2 separate regions of the Danio rerio genome follow, and region 2 is linked to region 1. Evidence: chromatin contacts called from public Hi-C data. All regions are on one chromosome and are shown on one strand. The core of a region is the stretch at or near the end of the contact, and the rest is flanking DNA. Distances in the headings are between cores, read along the strand shown. Region 1 holds the start of cntnap1 (contactin associated protein 1). Region 2 holds the start of tubg1 (tubulin, gamma 1).

Evidence for each region. A called contact is a pair of places that touch in the nucleus more often than the background predicts.
Region 2: a contact with region 1 is called in a Hi-C map of hematopoietic stem cells, with 4 times the contacts expected there. The contact joins the promoter of tubg1 here to the promoter of cntnap1 in region 1. A contact is called at or near these places in 9 of 18 Hi-C or Micro-C datasets (caudal fin, embryo, fibroblasts and 2 more) and 3 of 4 datasets of contacts at active chromatin or transcription factors (caudal fin, embryo and gastrula embryo).

What each region holds. Positions count from the first base shown.
Region 1 is chr3:35,809,164-35,814,772 of GRCz12tu, reverse strand. cntnap1 (contactin associated protein 1) reads left to right here and starts at 3,505. Exons shown (of 24, transcript XM_689488.9): 1 at 3,505-3,739. The coding sequence starts at 3,676.
Region 2 is chr3:35,946,480-35,952,088 of GRCz12tu, reverse strand. tubg1 (tubulin, gamma 1) reads left to right here and starts at 2,637. Exons shown (of 11, transcript NM_200908.2): 1 at 2,637-2,803; 2 at 3,359-3,471. The coding sequence starts at 2,755. It overlaps retreg3 (reticulophagy regulator family member 3), which reads right to left and starts at 1,675. Exons shown (of 9, transcript XM_689279.10): 1 at 1,085-1,675. The coding sequence starts at 1,329.

The sequences.
Region 1 (5,609 bases), core at 2,256-4,755:
CATCATGTTTTTCATCTTTATTTTTTATTTTCTATTTGATTAAAGTCAGGTGTTTGGCTGGGCCATTTTACAGCTTGATTTTCTTTCTCCGAAACCAGTTGATAGTTTTATTGGCTGTATTTTGGATCATTGTCTTGCTGAAATGTCTACCCTGGTTTCATCTTCATCATGCTGATAATGTAGATGTTGGAATGAAGCAGCTAATATTTATTTACAGTGAGGAAGGGCAGAGGGCTGCTGAAGAACTACTGAGAGATTTCAGCTGTTGTCTGGGCTTTCACTGCCTTTTTATACCCTCTTTCTTCATATGTTCAATACTTTTTTCCTGTGTCATTTCATTCCGCCACAGCGGAATGAACCGCCAACTTATCCAGCACATGTTTTATGCAGCGGATGCCCTTCCAGGTGCAACCCATCTCTGGAAAACATCCAAACACAATCATTCACACTCATACACTACGGACGATTTAACCTACCCAATTCACCAATAGCGCATGTCTTTGGACTTGTGGAGGAAACCGGAGCACCCGGAGGAAACCAACGCGAACGGGGGGAGAACATGCAATCTCTGGTAAAAATTTCAAATCAACAGCTCCATAATTTCAAACCAGGTCACCTTCCTTTAGCCATGACTTAAACTAAGCATTTTCACCCACAAAACCACTGCACACAGGATATTTCCTTTTTTTCTAAACATTTTCTGTACACACTAAAGATAAATGCTGTGTGTTGGAAAATCAGTAGATCAGCAATTTTTGAAACACTCAAACCAGCCTATCTGTCACCAACAACCGCATTCAAAACTAAATCCCCTTTCTTCTTAACTCATGCTCAGTTTGACCTTCAGCAGATCATCTTGACCACATCCACATGCCTTAACTTATTGATTTTCTGCCATGATTGGCTGATTCAATGTTTGCATTAACATGAAGTTTAAAAAAATGTACCTCATTCAGTGGCTGATAGTGAGTACAAAGCACTGTTAGATGTTAGATGTAGCATATAGCTACAGTATATACTGTATTGCACAGTAGATCAAATGATGGTTGACAGGATGCTATACTTTTTTATATGCATTTGTTGTGACTGGCTTTAAACAATCTGCTTTGTTGAAAACAAATAATGAACCAGACATGCGCTATAGGTGAACTATATGAACTAAATTGGTAGTAGTTAATGTGAGAGTGTATGGGTGTTTCCCAGCACAGTGTTGAGGTTGAAAGGACATCTGCAGCGTAAAACGCAGCGTAAATGGCGGAATAGTTGGTGGTTCATTCTGTTGTGGAAACCACTGTTAAATAAGGGACTAAAATAAAGGAAAATAAATGAATGAATGAACTCATAATTATGACTTCAGATTAGGATAAAAGCAGCATAATTTACTTTTCATCACAAATCAACTTGCATTTCACGTGATCAATTGAGTAAGACGCTCTTGAAATTATTAAATCAATTGTTATTCATTGACACGGTTGTCCTTGACACAGATTAGACAGACTTGATTGAAGGATGAGGTTGGGATTATGAGAATAATACATTGTTTATATACAGTGTAAAGGAAATGCAAAGAAGTTCATGATCCATGCATGGATTTATCATTTGATCCTTTACTGAATATATTCAGTTCATTTTCCAAATCTGATTCTTTAAAAGTCATTTAAAAGTAAGCACTGTAATTCCCCTTGCATGCAGATGATTTTGATGTATGATCTCAAATAATGCTACTTATATCTCTATCAACGGTGAAAAAAATTAATTGTGTGTAAACAGGAATAGTCATGAATTAAAAAGACCACATCTAACGCTGCAGATTTTCTCCGCCACATTGATTTTCATGAATGAGATTTGATGTGTGTACGATGATTGTAAGAACAGGGAGGGACTTCAATCTGATTTGATTAGAAATCGTGTAAATCCCTCTCTGTCCCTGTATTTGCCTCTGCTCTGCTGCTGCCCTACAAACCCACTTCTTAATCCCAAAGCCTTTTTATATCACAGAATCATGGACAGCCTGCCTTCTCCAGCAGCATAAATCCGGCTTTTCCTCCCACCTTACTTCACGACCCCCACAAACAAATCTGATTGCGACCACTGGGTTGATTGAAGTGATGAACTTGTGCTCTCAAACAGAAATTCAGTCTTGTACTTTTTAAAGGAATGAACAACTGAACTGTTGCACATGTTTGTGACATGACCCAACAGAAAAAAAGTAGTGAGAGATGTGTGGATTTTTGGGGATGAAAAGAGTCAGATTGTTTAAGTGAATCACTCATACCAGTTCTCAGATAGTTACTTCTTTGCTGAATTCAGTATTACGCATATTTTTACTATTAAAAACTGATAACTGTCTCTTTTGTCTCGAAGTGATTCAGGCTAACTCACTTATTTATGAAGCAAACATAGCAATGTCTATTAATATGAGCATATCATTTATGCCAAAATTAGGTACGGATTACGAACGGTTCTGTACGGTTTTATGGCCGTTTCCACTGTCAAAGGAGAAAGGGTACCGAAAGGTGAAGCTACACGCTGAGTGTAGAAGGGTTCCAGCGGCCGGTTGATCAATGTCGCCTAAAACGCAAGAAGCTACGAAGCGACTACTATAAAATAAAAGCTAAAATAAAAGAACAGCAGAAGTGGTGTGAACCGTAATAGACATCTAAGAATAGTCAACACAGTTGTCACATGGAAAGATTAGACAGACTTTAAATTTGAAGTTATTAATTTCTGTAGATTTGATGCCTAATTTTCTAGTTTTTGGTCTATTCTTAGACTTCTATTCTATTTTCACTGACAGCCCGCTAGCCTTTATTTTTCCAAGATGACTATGTTTAAACGTCTATTAGACATTTATTAGACAACTTTTAAAAATGCTTGCTGGGTATGGTTACATGTTTTCATGTCAGTTACTATATTAAATCTAACAAAAAAAGTAATATGCATTCATAAAAATCGTAATTACCTTGCAATTACAAAAAAACTAGTTAGCCTAATGCTAATACACGAGTGCTTCTTTTAGAAAGTTAAAGCCTTTTTTAAAACTTCTGATCAACCCAATTGAGTCATTAAAAATCATCAATAGGCTTCTCTAAAATAGATTTATGCATCACTAGAACTTGAGTAGAGTAAAAATGCTATTAAAAGTGTCTGCTTGCTCACGACCAGGCACAGCGTTTTTTCGTCATTACGTAAAAGCATCATTTTAACACGTACTGTTCGAAAGAGCCGATTCTCGGCAAAAGATTCGGATTCCCTATGGCCATGACGAACTGCTTGAGTTCAAAACTTTTTTCCTGTGCTCGTCTTGCGCCCCCTCCCTCACTGCAAACCTGGACACTAAAAGTCGTGCCTGTGCACTCTCTACACATGTCACACGACTCCATTTCCCCCTGTATCAAATAAGAGATACTTTCTGTATTTATTTCGGCCAGAATAACACGACTTTCCAAGTTTCAAGGAATTTCGTTTAATCAAAGTATGCGCGCTCCCGCCAAAGCGCAGCATCAGCACCACTATCTCGCGCGCGCCCGCCTCTAGCGAGCAAGTCTATCGCCATCCCGGCCGAGAGAGTTAAAGTTGGCCGAAAGGACGGCTAAACGATGCTGTACAGTCGGGTGACGAAGAAAGGATAACATTTGATTTACTCGTCGAATAGCGACTCCGTTTTCGGAGAAGATGGATATCAGAATTCTTGCCCCAAGCCTTTTATTTTTTCTCGCCTTTCAGCCTTGCTCGTCACGTAAGTAAAACTGCAGATAGAGAATGAAATATTATTTGCCATTAACGTTAGCGTTATCCTCTATCAGAACAAGTGCATCGGTAAAACTAATGCATGATGATATTGATTTCAAAACTGCGCTGTTTAAAAGCTGGCGTTGTTTTATATCAGCGGTAAAATCTAACATTTTATTTGCTAATCTGTATGCGAAGCATTGAGTCTGGAAGGTTTGTGCTGAATGTGAAGCGCTGGTGTAATTGTGTGTTGTGAGTCCGGGCTCGCGACTCTGCTGTGTCTCCGGGCTCTTTCTGCATTGCGGTGCTTCCGCGCGCTCCTCTCACTTGGGCAAGTTTCTGCATGGAAAGGTGCGTCTTGCGCAGGGGACACGCGGGAAGGACACGCTCTCCTGCTGATAAACGGAAGCTGTTGAAAGCACGCAGATTAGATTTTGGCTGTGTCATTGGTCTCTCACTGATAAAAAGTTGAGATTGTCTGCGTTTTTCAAATGGCGTGATGAAAAATGTCTATTCTGCGAAGTTGCTATAGTGGGAGCAGCCCAATGCGGAGACAGAGGGCGGGCGCATTAACTCACCGAACTCCCAAATTCACATGACGTAGAGCACTGCATGCGAATCCTCACGTAAGGTTACCTTCAAGACAGCATTTCAACCCTCAAGCCGTCAAAATGATACCAAATGAAGCCTATTGATACATTGTTTTATTATATAATCGTCTATGAGGAAAACTGTTCATTTTGGTAAAAAGAGCCGTGCATGTGATATTTTATAATAAATCTATGTAAAGATATTCACATGCATGATATAACATATTTGATAACATTCTAAAATAATGTTCGTTTGTTAAAATGCAAGTACTATGTGCAAACAGTAATCCATTTATTTTATAGCATTTTAATAAAAAATATTTTATTATTATTTATTTTAATTTTTTTTACATATTTTTGTGCATTTTGTTCACCCCTCCCAAATCTCTCTTTTGAATTCATATTTAAAATATGAAGGAAGCTATACAATATTAAATTTGTGCTATAGATAAGTCAGTACTAAAGCCAAATCTGGAACTTATATAGCAAAATAACTTACGATAACGGTCCAAAAACTAGTACACCTAAATGTATGTTATAGAAAAATATTGAATGCAAATTTAAAAGAGGAAAAAAATAAATCAATTTAATAAATAAATAAATAAACTTTTGTTAAAATGTTGTAGGTAGTAATTTATTTTTGCAATATTTTGCTTGAATTTAATTGTATTATTTTTTAATTTCTAAATATGTTTGGGGACTAAAATATATTTTAATAAATATATCTGTTTGATAAATATGTTTTGTTTAAATGCACCAAAATACATTGCCCATATTCACTGAGAAATGGATCCAATTATAAATTTTTAAAATGGGGTGTACTTATCTATGCTGAGCACTATATATAAATATTTTGCTAATACCATAAAAATTAAAGAGTGAGTTAATTTTCATTGTTAGTTCTTGTTAATGCAGTCAACTAATATAAAATATTGTAAATAATTATTTAAATGTTTTGTTTGGCAGTTTGTGCAAAAAAAAATATAACAAATGTTTTAGTACATTAAATTATAATATAGACATAAAAATGGGTAAATATATATCCAGTGATAATGATAAAAAAAGTAATACTTATAAATACATAATATTCCAAACACATTTAATTGTTAGGAAAAGCATATCATCATCTCACATAAACTTTTTACTACTTTTTATGTACATGTGCTTGAATTAGCAGTTTTTTAATGTGTGTAAAGTGTTAAAATGAATCAAAGTATGTAGACAGACGAATCATTTTTCTAATATAATGTTTCAGACCGGGCTCAGTGGTTAGCACTGTTGCTTCAC
Region 2 (5,609 bases), core at 1,388-3,887, 140 kb before region 1:
AGGTTTTAAAACCATCAAAATTTTCTGCAATGTTGTTTCTAAGGTACGTGTACGATTTTTTATTACTTTTTTTTTGTTTTGTTTTTTAAGAAAACATTATCTCCAGCAGAAAATATATTCAAAGATGCTGTTTTAAATTGTTGAAAAAAAATCTGTTTTTGAAACTAATTAAGACAACAGAAGTTAAATGTATTTGAACTATTTAACCTGACATATTTACTACTCCAAAATATCATAAATGTCTCTTAAAATTTATTGTTTAAAGGGAAAAGAGTTTTTGTTTTTTTACCCAGAAATTTAAAAAGAATATATTATAGAGCAGTAATCACAAAACCGCATAACTGTGATATTTTTATCCAAGGTTATCATACCTTCAGAACCTTATACTGAGTATGTGCAAGAGTGTGTGTGTGTTTCCCAGTGTTGGGTTCCAGCTGGAAGGGCATCTGCTGCATATAACATATGCTGGATAAGTTGGGGGTTCATTCCATTGGGGCGACCCCATATTAATAAAGGGACTAAGCAGAAAAGAAAATGAATGAATACCACAATTAAGTGTGGAGATCTGCACAATCTCTGTCATAGTGATCTCCTGCCTATACTGACAGTAGGAAGGGGAATACAGGCTATTCAACAACATATAGAGTACACAAACAATTCAACAGATTGTTCTCAGAAAATTCTTGTAAACATATCCTAGCTTGACATGAATTAGTAAAATCATTGCATCAAACTCAAAGTTTAGCTTAATAGTTGAACTTGAATGTTAAACCTAAACTCAAAATAACAAACTGTTGCACGGACAGCATTATGTTTACAGTAGCACCACCACCAACACAGCCAGAGCTCTGTCTAAATATAGTCTCCTAGCCTGACCATCATCTGTTTCTTATCTTAAAAGAAAAGGGGCAGAAGTCTGGAACAACCAGACACGTATATACATCCATCGAAAACAAGAAAGAACTATACAAGATCCTCAAAAAGCCCATTAATAATGTAAACGCTTCAACTGTATGCACTGGGTTGTAAACAGAGCCCGAGATAACGTCAGATAAATCCATGCAGATAAAGCTCATCCACTCACCAGAACGTGACGTTGGCAGCCGTGTACAGTAGGACGCTGTGAAAGGGTCTCTCCCACAACAAAACGGACTGCAAATAGGTGAGCAGGCGCTCGTGTGGCCCCAACCGCTCCAGCAGCGTTGTTTTGACCGCGCGGAGCTGCTCGGATGTCCCACCGGAGCACGAACCGCTCCGGAGGCCGCCGCTGGAGCGCAGCCTCCCTGCACAACCGCTCGCTTCTGTCGCTTCTTCTGCCCCACCCGCCATACTCAACGTGTCTCTAAAAAAAGTGTCTGTAGATAAACCAACAAAGTGTACAATAATGTAACGCTAAAAACAACCCTCGTGCTAAAGAAACGGTTTGGTTAGCGAGCTAGCCGATTAGCCTGAAGCCGCTCAGGGCAGAGCAGCAGTGGGCAGACCTCGTGCGTTCAAGAGGCTGCCGTTGTTGACACGGAGTGACTGAGAGTTAAAACCCATTATTGGGCACGAATGTGTTGAATTAATACGTTTAAGTATCAGCTCGGCTCGAATTTAATGTTGTCACCGTGCTGCTGTCATATCTATGGTCATATCCAGTCGTTGTTTTGTCGCGGGAGCAACAGCGAAGACTGACGGGAGGACGGGCTTGATCTGGCCAATGGCAGACCAGGATTACAGGCAGAGCTGCTAAACAACAACCAACACCCACCACTGAAGTAAAGGCTCTTACTTCACATATCGTTCAGACAACACTTACAGATTATCTCCTTCCATGCTTTATTCGCTTATTAAACTTGTTTATGCATTACAGTTTGATGTTAGTTTTTATAATAAATAAAACAGATGTATCGTAGATGGATATTACTAGACTGTGTATGCTTGTAAATTGGGGGATAGGCGAATTAGATAAATATTTTATGTATTTTAAAAAGGAATATATAAATATTTTTTTATTTTAAAAGTCAACATTCATTCTTCAGGAGAGATTTAATTTCAGTTGCAGTAAAAAACTATAATTCTAAAAGTTTTAGGACTATTTTTTTTCATAGTACAGAATGCAGTTTACAATCTCATTTATAAGACAGTAACTAAGAATAAGATCTAAAATACATATTTTAATTTAATAAAACTGCTTATGCGTCTTATATTACTACATAGATAGAGAAAAAGACACATTCCTTTTAAATTCTTACAAAAAAGTTTAATAATTTCTTTACAATTTACAAAATTTATAGTTATTTAAATATATAAATAAAAATAATAATTATATGTATATCCCCATTGTAAGTATCTTAGGAGGTTAAAAAAAAAGTTGCCCGGAGAAATGTTATAAATAAACTGCATTTTAAACCTGACCAGAAATTCTATGCTTGCAAAATTCTGCGTAACTGACGCGCAGCTTTGATGTTGTTCAATATAAACGCATACATACGTCTTGAAATACGTCGGTAGTGCCCTCTACGTTTATGTCTTTTTTCTTTTACATATTTGCTGTTTTCCATAAAAACGTATTTTGTTCCATCCTTACAAAGATTGATCTAGTTAGATTACAGAGTGGCTTTAAATTTGTAAAGTTGCCGGAGTTTGCGCATGCGCAGTGGGCGTCCGATAGGCCGTTGCTGTTGGAGCGGGAACACGCATAGTGGTTGACTGACAGCAGAACGTCTCTCACATTTACTGATCGTACAGCTGAAATAACAGCAGGACGGGATGCCTCGAGAAATCATCACCCTGCAGCTCGGACAGTGCGGGAACCAGAGTGAGCCATTTTCCTTTATTAGGCTTTGTTTGCCAACAAGAGCCATCTTTACATAAACAGTGTACGTTAGCTAGCTAACGTTATCCAGCTAACGTTATCACACTGCACAGCTTTAAAACGACACCATAAATAAGCAACGTAAATAAGATCAGAAGATGGTTTGATTGTTTACAGTATTTTTTCAGCTGCAGGAAGCCAAGTACTTTCATTATTTTCCATTTAACACTACTGTCTGTTCTTTGTTTGTGTTTCCTAATCAATAAAACTAAACGTGGTAAGTTAACGTTATGCTTGCTTTGTAGTAACGTTAATTAACATTAGTCAATTTAGTCACATTGGCCGTTTTAGAAAGCGGGAATAGAGTTGTATTTATTTATAGGTGGAGACGGACTACATCCATCATAGAAGCTGTAAACAGTAACAGCCGTTATGTTGCTATTATTCAACAACGTTACATATAGCATTTCCCAGTAGCTTTGTCTTTGAGAAGTGTTTTTTAAACATCATGCAATAGAGTACTTGAATAAATGTAGTCCTCATTGTCTTTCTCTGCAGTTGGTTTTGAGTTTTGGAAGCAGTTGTGTGCTGAGCATGGCATCAGTCCAGAGGGCATCGTAGAGGAGTTTGCCACTGAAGGCACTGACCGGAAAGATGTCTTCTTCTATCAGGTACTCAAATACAGAATGCCAATTATCTACCATAATCGCATCATACCAAGCCTACTGCTTTAGGACTACATTTTATTCAGTGACCTAAATAATTAAGTTTAGTTAGACATCCGGCAACATGTTTTAAAGTGGTCAAACAAAAAAGTGGCATTCCAGAAAGCAGGTGATGAAGCTATACTTGGGTATATTTAAACGTCTGTAAGCAGATAGCTTCAACTTTCGCTTCCAGAAACAAAGGTTACTTTCTTTCATGGTGTAACCATAGTAACTTGTGCTCTAAAAATAGACTGTTTAGGGTCAATGCACCCCTGAGCCATATAAGTGTGCATTTAAAAAAAAAAATTTTGGTCAGTTCTCGTTTGTTCACCTGTTTGTTTGTAATATTATACAATTAGTTATATTTTGTCTCACACGGGGGCTCTGCATTTCTTTTTGTTTAGAGAAATTGATACTGTGATTTTCAAAATGCATTGCTATTCTTTCTCAAATCAATCCAGAGCTTAGCTTTTTAACAGCAGATGGAGCTATATGCTTTACCAAGCAAACAACTGTAAACAAATCTAATTAAAATAAAGTTTTAAACAAATTTCAAGTGTGTTCACAGCAGGGGCAGATCTAGAAAATGATTTATGGTTTTACATGAAAATTATGCAACACTGAATCAAGCCTGTTTGCATGTTTTCTTGTGGATTCAATGAATGCTGTACATAATTCTGCTTCAACAACTTTGTTGTTTACTTACCTCAAGAAACAATAAGAAAGATTTATATAGGCCTAATCAATAATCATATATATATTTTTTAATCAGAATTTTTGTAAAATATGACAGTAATTCAGTACCTTTATGTGACGATTCTCAACTTTATTTTATCAACATTTTCTATAAAAAATATGCTTCAGTCCGAGAAGAGCATAAGTTTGTTTGCATTGCCATTGCCACATCTTAAAAATCATGAGATCTACATCTTTAATAATAAAAAATGTGTCAGCTGTGTTTTTGTTGTATTATATTAATGACAACAAATAAAATGTATAGTTTTATTTCATGCTTCAATTTGTTAATTTTTTTTTTTTAGATTTTTTATTAAAATTTGGTGTGTGAGGGATGATAGACAAATGCTTTAACGTTACATGATTTGCATATAGGTTTAATAAATGTTTATGTATTTTAGGATAAATTCCACTGTAAATGTACTAAACTGAACGAAACAGCATATATCCTGGCCATTGTTTTGATTTCTGTTTTTTCCACCAGTGGGGCATTGCACAAAAGTAAAATCAAGAAAGCCAGGATAACAGTAAAAGCGCAGTTTGACCTAGCTTAATCGGGTCGTCCTGGCTTAGTCTATTCCACGTTTGTTGATCCAGAATGGGAACGAGCCGATAAGTCAAGCCTGATTTAGATAGCTAGGATAAGTGCACATTTGTGGCATTTGTTAATTATTAACAGACCGGGAACACATTCATAGCAGGACTAGGACAAATAAAAAAAAACAATTCAGGTGTTTAGAGTGTATTTTTGTTTGTTTGACATGCAAAATTATCTGAATCTATTATAATAAATCGTGGTGGTCTTGACTGTGTTGTTCTGAAGCGCTACTGGCTTGACTGCAGTGCAGCACGCAGTTAAAATGAGTCTTGTTTGTTCAGTAACACTGCTAACAAACACACACACACTCCAACAAACAGGCATACAGTTACTACAGTAAACTAAAGTTTAAAATAGAATAAAGTCCCACCCACCATAACCCTGGAAGCAGGTTGCACTACTGCAGAGACCCGCATAGCACCTTGTCAAAGCATGCATGAGCCACCTCGCCCTAGGGAGCACTGTGCCGGATTACCCGCATTGTTGCTTGGTGGCACAATTTGAGCAAGAAACACATAATATTCTTTGCAATATTGTGTTTACTTTACATATGCAAACCACGAAGAACTAGAGCACAGATGGGCAGAGTGAAGCTTCACAAAGATTGGCATGGCTCCACTCGTATTGTCAGTATTGAACTCGCCTTGGTCAAGTACAAACAGCAACATGGAGAAAACTGACAAAATTGAGAGAGGACTGTTGAGCTTTATTAGAATGCAGATGGAATGTTTAAAACGCGACGTCACTGGCTGAGAATGACGTGAATCTC